Linked DNA regions of Mus musculus: region 1 is linked to region 2. A link is a contact called in public promoter capture Hi-C data. All regions are on one chromosome and are shown on one strand. The core of a region is the stretch at or near the end of the contact, and the rest is flanking DNA. Distances in the headings are between cores, read along the strand shown. Region 1 holds the start of Ak7 (adenylate kinase 7). Region 2 holds the start of D430019H16Rik (RIKEN cDNA D430019H16 gene).

Region 1 (4,112 bases), core at 245-2,744, 250 kb before region 2:
TTACACTCAGAGCGTTGCTTGCTCGGATGAAAGCTTTCTGTCCAGTGGAGAACATGAGCTTCCATTCCCACCCCTTTCTGCCTATCCCAGTGCTACAGTTGTAGAGCCGTCCAGCAGGCCACCACCCCTTGATAATCCACGCCAGAATTTAATTATGCCACAACTGGTCATCTGGTGATTTGCTTTAATGAGTCACTAGGGGGTTTGTTTCCACACTCATTTTTAACCATCTTGGGAGGCAGGAAGCCTGAGTTCTAATCCCCTCTGCTACTTAATTAGCAGTGCAGCGAGGGTGAGGGTACCTCATTACCTTTGACTTCCCACAAGCTGGCAGATTCCTCAACCCAACGGATCCAGAGTCCTCAATGGCAGGGCCTCTGCAGGTGTGTGCTAAGATTTATTTTTATTTTATGTGCATGTGTGTGTGTTTGTGAGGGCGTGTGTGTGTGTGTGTGTGTGCCATGTGCATGCAGTGTGCCGCCAGAAGCCAAAAAAGAGGCATCAGATCATCTTGGACTGGAGTTACAGACAATCTGGACTGCCATATGAGTGCTGGGAATTGAACCTGGGTCTCCAGCCCCTAAAACATGACTGTCTTTGGATGAACAATTTAGAATGACAGCTCCTAGGTTCTCTCTTGGGATCATGTGTGTGTGTGTGTGTGTGTGTGTGTGTGTGTGAGTGTGTGTGTGTGTGTTTACGCTAGAGGTAGAATACTACTTGCTCACTTTCTCCATAGATGATGGGGGTCAGACCTCAGGTCCTCACACTTGTGTCTCAAGTAAGGTCTCCTGCTAAGTCATCTCCATAACTTTCCTGGAAGTAAGGAAGCTTAATGGGACCTGGTCAGAAATTGTGCCTAGCACAAAACAGATGCTTAAAAACGCTAGATGGATGTTTCCTGGATGACATAATGGCGGGACTTACGCGTTGTGTGCTCCAGGTCCCGCCCATAATACCTATGATTTGTGCAAGCCCTTTCCTCTCTTGAGCCTCATTTTCACCATAGCCAAAACACCTGCGTTATTAGGAAGGAACATGGGTCAAGCCTGCTTAGGGACAGGTCCTGGAGGCACTGATGTGCTAGGATTGGAATCTTCTTCCCCCGGGGAGGCTCCTAACAGCCAGTGATGCAGGCCTTTGCTGTGGAGATAGATCAGGGACACACACTGAGGGTTGAGGGCCAGTTTGGCTCGGGTCACCGCTCACCTTTCCTATGTTTCCGCTGCTATAGGTGTCCAGATGGTTTATGAATACCCTCTGTATCTTCAGAACTTTTTCGGTGGTCGCAGGAACTTCCTCTTCAGCCATGGTGGAAGCTGTAGTAGTTGCTAAGGTGAAAGAGTCCTGTCGGTTGCTAAGGAGGAGAGGCTGGGCTTTGGAAGGCTGAAAGGGTCAGGCTCCCTGAGGCGAGGCTCGGACTCTCGGAGGGGTGTGGCTTGCTTTTGGGCGGGGCGTGTCCTGTGGTGAGGGCTCTGGATAGGGTGCAGCTCTGGGGGAGGGTCCGTTGGGGGCGTGGCACGGGTCTGGCCGGGGCGTGTCCTAAAGGGCGGGGCTGATCTCCCTGGAGAACTGTCTAACTGCCTTCGGCACATCTCCTGTAGGACGCTCTGCTTGGGTAAACAATTTCTCTACTGTAAAGAAAAGCAGATGTCACGAGTTTTGGGGTCAAGGACCACAGCGTGAGAGCCCACCACCACAGCCTGTACTGCCCAGTAGCTGCTTGGTGCACAGGGTTCTACTGGCTTAGGGGTTTGACTAGTTTGCTTTCTATTGCTGTGAGAGTACCAGACCAAAACTAACAGGTTGTAGACCCATCATCCAGGGAAGCCAGGGCAGAAGGCATGAACCTGGCTGGAGGCAGGAACGGAAGCAAAGACCTTGGAGGAACGTGGCTTACGGGCTTGCTCGGTCTGCTTTCTTAAGAGAACTCAGGATCAAGGGCAGGATGCTCACGGTGATCTGGGTCTTCTATCAATGAAGAAAATGCCCCATACACATGCCTGTAAGCCATTCTTATGGAGGCATCTTCTCAATTGAGATTTTTCTTCCCAGATTGTCTTTCCTAAGCATTTTCAGATGCCCCCTCCCCCCTTACCACCCTGCCTGGGGATTTGGTGGAGGTGCCTGGAGGGACTTTGTGACCAGGAATTCACACACAATCATGAAGTTTACACTCAGACCGTTTAAGCTCTGGGTCTTCTTTACAAATGAGAATACTCGTGCAGTTGCTGAAATAAACCACCTCTTGCTCGGAGGGTGAAGGAGGTGCCATCAAGCCTTACAACGTGAGTTCCATCCCTCTGTCCCAAAGAGACCGGGCTCCAGCAAGCTGTCCTCTACACATGTGCCCTGGCACACACACCCCTCTTCCACAAATACATTAATGCAATAAACAATGTGTATTTTGTTTTCATCAAAAGTTGTGGTGTGTTATGAAACAACCGGCTTGTTTTGTTGGAAGGGTCCGACTGCACTGAAATAGTTTTAAACACTAACTTGTTAAATCTAAATACATGAACGTATTTTATGCAAATATGCATGCATATATAGAAATTAAATATTTATTTTTATGTGTACGTGTGTTTGCCTGCATGAATGTCTCTGTGTCACATGTTTTCCTGGTGGCATCCAAGACCAAAAGAGACGTTGGATCCCTGGAACTGGAATAACAGAGAGCTATGAGGCACCACTCTCAGGTCTTCTGCAAGAGCAGCCAGTGCTCTTGACTGCTGAGCCATTGTGTGCCTATTGGTTATATTGATTATATTGATTATATTATAGCAACTGCTGTATCATTCCATTAGTTCTTTCCTGTGCATGCATGTTACTACCAACTGTGTGTGGTGCCTTTTATTAAGTACTGCAAAGTCCTAGAAGACCATTCTGCCCCAGTGGCTACTCAAGTTTTTTCATCAGTGCAAGCCTCAGCAATGCTATACCTAATATACCAGGGTGGTGGCAGGGGGAGCTTAGAGGGAGAGTTCCGAAGTCAATGTGGCCCATTCCCAAACTAGTTTCCTCCTCTATTCCTAATATGAACCAAGCAGCAGGTTTTGCCCCTGAACACTGGAGGGAGCACAGGGCATCCTGCATAGAAAGCACTGAGGGTAGTCACAGAGCCAGCAGCTGACTTGCTATGTGGGAAGCGCTTGGGCTCAGCAGAGCAGGAGGGAAGGTGGGCATGTCATTATGGGAGATAAAGCCTCTGCTCTCTTCATGGACACACTCAGAGCAGACAGACTAGCACAAACTTTTCAGCTCACATCCATTTCTTGTCTCTTTTTTTCTGTGTGCTGGGTGTCAATGCAGGGATGTTGCACATCTAAGTATGAGCTCTCCTGAGCTACAACTCCAGGCCTGGATTCTCCCCTTGCATTGCAACGAATACAGAGTTATCTTTGAGGGAACTCACGGAGCTCCAGAAGCTCTGTCGAGGGTGTAGCTAGTTAACAGCACACACTCCAGTTCAAGTGCCCGCCATTAAATTCTGGCTATGTTAAGAGAACTACAAATTAGCTGAAGAAATGGCATTGTTAAATTCTTTTTAGCTGGTCCACTGGGGGTGTACACCTTTAATCCCAGCGCTCGAGAGGCAGAGGTTGGGGGATCTCCCAGTTTGAGACCAGCCTGATCTACAGAGTGAGTTCTAGGACAGCCAGGGCTACCAAGAGAAACCCTGACTAAAAAAACAAAAAACAAGAAACAAAACTCTTTTTAAAAGACTTGTGGAAATAGGCGCCCCCCCCCCCCCCCCCCCCCCGTAGGTCCTGAGCTCCCATCCAGGCTGTCTGGTGTGGAGATAGTACTTTCACTGAGCCATCTTGCCTGCCATGGTCCAACTGTTGACATTTTCTCACATTATCAGCAGAGTCAAACACCTCTCACGTTGTATTTCTGTGCTCCTCCTCCATTTTGGAGCCCCTTTCAAGTGGTCACTGAATAGCTTTCATTATTCCTCCCCTGTGAGTTGTCTAAACTCATCTGCCCACTGCTGTAATCCCACTTTAGGTTTCGCCTGGGCTGACCTCCCGTATCCTCTGTAGCTGAGGATGACAGCCTCGGCTCTTTCTTCACTTCCCAATGCTCAGGCTATGTGTGTGCTCACGCAC
Region 2 (3,897 bases), core at 30-2,529:
CCGTTTGGGAACAACCCTCCATATCCAGTCTGGCTTTTGAAGTTACATCTTAAACAGACTTCCAACACACCGGCAAAAGTCTGGCGAAAGTGTGCCTTCGAACATCACTCCGGAAAACAAGCAGCAGTGTTGGGGGGGGGGGGGCAGGTCCTTGACAAGCACCCAGGAGACAGGATGTCGCCCCTATCACTCTGCTCCCAGCACAACCTCAGAAGGTGAAATATCATGGTTTGGGACTTGTGTCCGGCCAAATGTAGCCTTTACCCATGGTCGACTCTGGGTCTTCCCAGGGGCCACACACAATCCCAGAAAAGGGTGTGTGTCTTTGTTCTGGCTCAAGAGAACACCAAGGATCACAACTCAGGGGATTCTCCTGCAGCGGAGACCAGGCAGAGCGCCAAGAGGTCATTTGTCCGCCTGCCACGAGGAACCTGTTTTGTGTGGGGACGGATGGTGGTTCCCTGCTCAAACCCAGCACAAAGCAAAAATGCTTTTAAACCATGCATCTCTATCACAAAGCCCTGTCACACTGCCTTCCTGAGCGCTAGAGACTAAAGTCCCACCCACAGTGGAGAAGAAAGGGGGTGGGGGGTTCCCAGAGGACACCAACAAGTACCAGCGCCGAGCAAAACCAGAATGGGGAGAGCAGCTTCCCCTCTGCCAGTCCAGGGGCTCCAGAGCAAACAGCGGGTGGGGGTTGGGCAGGGAGGGGCCACTTCAACTGCCCAGGCTCCTCGGAACTGTCTTTCTCAGAAGTAGGGGTGCTCAGTGGAGACAGCCCTACTGCACCCCTCGATGTGCAAGGGGTATGGGCCACTCCATCCAGGACAGTCAAGCTCCCGAGTACGTACACCAGGTGGGGCTCCCCGGCTCGGGACAAAGGACCTGGCCACGGATGCAAGAGATGCACCCGGGAGGACAGCGAGGCTGGGGTCCTGCAAACTTGGAGACCCTAGGACGCGTGGGGGGAAGATTCCAGGTTACCTGAGCGGCCATAAAAGACAGATCCATGGTGTCACGGCTGGTGTGGCTGCTGCTGCTGCTGCTGCTGCTGCTGCTGCTGCCCCTGCTCCAGTCCTCGCTGTTGCTGCTGCTGTCGTCGCCGTCGCCGCTGCGAGTCCAGCCTCCCGCACAATTATCAGAGAGCGGGCGGAACCGCGAGCAGGTGCCCTCGGGCCCCGGCGACCGTGACCTCAGCAGCCCTGGCGTGGTGGCGAGTCTCCAGCCCTCTCAGCGCCCTGGCTGGCTCCAGGCTTCGGCTCCAGACGCCTCCAAGTGGGCGGGAGACCCCGGGCGCGGCGCCCCTCCACGTGACCACTCCCAACCACACCCCCGAGGGCGGGCCAAGCCAGACCCTTGATTTCTAGCAGTCCTCTCTCTACCCTGGCCAAATGGGGAAAGTGAGGTCTGAGGCGAGCCAGCTGGGGCGATGGGTGCCCTTCCCAGGGCACTTGACTCCAGCCCCAAAAGTGCTTTCCGGGAGTTGTTTGAGTAGATGTGTCTGGCTTTCGGTGGCAACCCTGCTCCTACACTTCTGAAGGCTTGGCTCTTGAACTGAGCAGAACAAAGCGGAAAGTCTAGCATTTTTGTATTGTGCGGTTTGGGTGAATTAGTGCTCGTTTGAATCTGAGTATCCTCGTTTGTAGAATGGGAGTAACGGAACCTAGGGATTATGTCTCCACAGGATGAGCTGTAGGAAGGCCCTTAGTGGAGACCATGGAGTGAATCGCATACATAACCTGCAAACAGTGCCTGTGGTTCAGTTACCAGAAAAGTAGCCCAAGTCACGGTTATCGATGCAGTGAAGGGAGCCACAGAGGTACCCAGAGGGGCCTGTTGCTCTCTGGGAGTGTGTGTGTCCATCCCTCCAGTCTCTTTCCCCCCTCCCCCTTCCTTTTCTCCTTCCCACCTCCTGCCCCGTGCTTCCGGTTTGTTTCCTTTCTTGCTTCCTGGGTCTCTAACTCTTCCAGGCTCAACTCTTCCTCGCTCCCTCACTCTGGCATCTATCACTTCTGCACCCTTCCAGGCCAAGCACTGGCCTTCAGTCTCAGTGCCCCCCGGAACCCCACTGGTTCCCACCGGGCTACAGCAGCGGGTCTTAACCGACATAATGTTGCAACCCTTCAATACAGTTCCTCATGCTGTGGTGATCCCTGAACATAAAATTATTTTCGTTGCTACTTCACGACTGTAATTTTGCTATTGTTATGGTTCGTAATGTAAATATCTGATATGCAGGATATCTGATATGCGATTCTTGTGAAAGGGTCATTTGACCCCAAAGGGGTCGTGATGCCAAGGTTGAGAACGACTGCTCTATGGCCTGGCAGTTCCTCAGCCCACCCAGAACCTTCACATCCACTGCACTTTCACCATGAAGCCATTCTTGCAGAGGTTTGTAGGTGTGTGTGTGTTTGTCTATGTGTTTATGTGTGCATATGTGTGAGTGCATATGTATGTATGTGTGCATTGTGTGTATGTGTGTGTGCATGTGTGGTGTACAACTTAAACAACAATGCCTCCTCCATGCAGTCACACAGAAAGAATAAATGGAGCTGGAGAAATGGCCCAGCCATGAAAGGCTCAGGCTCACAATTACACAGACTAAGCAATGGTCTTTAAGCCCTGAGGGCCATCTCTTCAAAGCTTTATTGCTTGCCCCGCTGCCCCAGCCGCCTGGAATCTAAGTGTTCATGGTCCCCGACTGGTCTGTTCCCATCTCTGTACTTCTGTCACTTCAAGAAAACTCTATAAATGGAACCATGACTAATAACCCTCTAGTTAGTGTCAATCAACCCAGCTACCTGGAGGTTCATCCAGGTTGTTATAGAGAACAATTTGCTCCTTTTTTATTGCTGAGTAGTATTTTATATTATTGACGTACCACGGTTAGCTTAACTACATATCTGTCAAAGGATGTCTGTGATGTTTCTGTTCTTTGGTGTTTATGAAAACATCTGCTATATACATTTATGTCTGAGTTATTTTCATGAACACGTCTGTCACCCATTCCTAAGGCTGTGGTCCTGGAGCAATGTCACTTCTACAGTATGTCCAGTAGATTAGGGCCTTGCCTAGTGTGATGGTTTGTATATCCTTGGACCAGGGAGTGGCACCATCTGAAGGTGTGGCCTTGTTGGAATAGGTGTGACCTGGTTGGAATGGGTGTGTCACTGTGGGTGTGGGTATAAGATCCTCACTCTAGTTGCCTGTCAGTCAGTCTTCCACTAGCAGCCTTTGGATGAAGACGTAGAACTCTCAGCTCCTCCTGTGCCATGCCTGCCTGGATACTGCCATGCTCCCACCTTGATGATAATGGACTGAACCTCTGAACCTGTAAGCCAGCCCCAATTAAATGTTGTTTTTTATAAGACTTGCCTTGGTCATGGTGTCTGTTCACAGCAGTAAAACCCTAACTAATACACATAGCTTCTCACCCTTCAGACCTGGCCTTGCCCACTGGAAACCCAGACAGTTCTCCCAACTGTGCTCTGGAGGAAGAGAGGGACCCGGTGGAGGCAACCCAGTTGTTTTAGTTCTGTTTTGCAAGCCCCCTGAGCACCCTGTGGCCTGTACCTCACCCTAGTCCTGTGTCCTTGGACAAGGCTCATCTGCCCTCCCTGTCCCTGGGCTGTGGCTTTTCACCTTTGAAAGAAGATGAGGGGAGCCAGTCAGCATGGAGTTCACTTCCTGTGCTTTGTCACCTGTCAGTGGTAAGCATTGGCTCATCATACGGAAAAGAAGAAAAAGGTGATTTCCCATGATGCCTTAGAGCGCCACGGTTGTCCCCAGAAACTAAATCTTTGGTGTATTTCTGGTCACTCGAATGGACTTACTTTTACACATTCAAGTTATTAAGTCTTGACACACCAATGTGATTTTTTCTGTTTCTCGTGC

The links. Promoter capture Hi-C pulls out the DNA fragments that hold promoters and counts their contacts.
Region 1: a contact with region 2 is called in a promoter capture Hi-C map of stem cell-derived epiblast-like cells, with 4 times the contacts expected there. The contact joins the promoter of Ak7 here to the promoter of D430019H16Rik in region 2. A contact is called at or near these places in 3 of 39 promoter capture datasets (cranial neural crest, embryonic stem cells and stem cell-derived epiblast-like cells) and 1 of 9 other capture datasets (pancreatic islet).

Annotation. Positions count from the first base shown.
Region 1 is chr12:105,703,364-105,707,475 of GRCm38.p6, reverse strand. It overlaps Ak7 (adenylate kinase 7), which reads right to left and starts at 1,494. Exons shown (of 18, transcript NM_030187.1): 1 at 1,210-1,494. The coding sequence starts at 1,311.
Region 2 is chr12:105,451,238-105,455,134 of GRCm38.p6, reverse strand. It overlaps D430019H16Rik (RIKEN cDNA D430019H16 gene), which reads right to left and starts at 1,279. Exons shown (of 2, transcript NM_001252508.1): 1 at 985-1,279. The coding sequence starts at 1,011.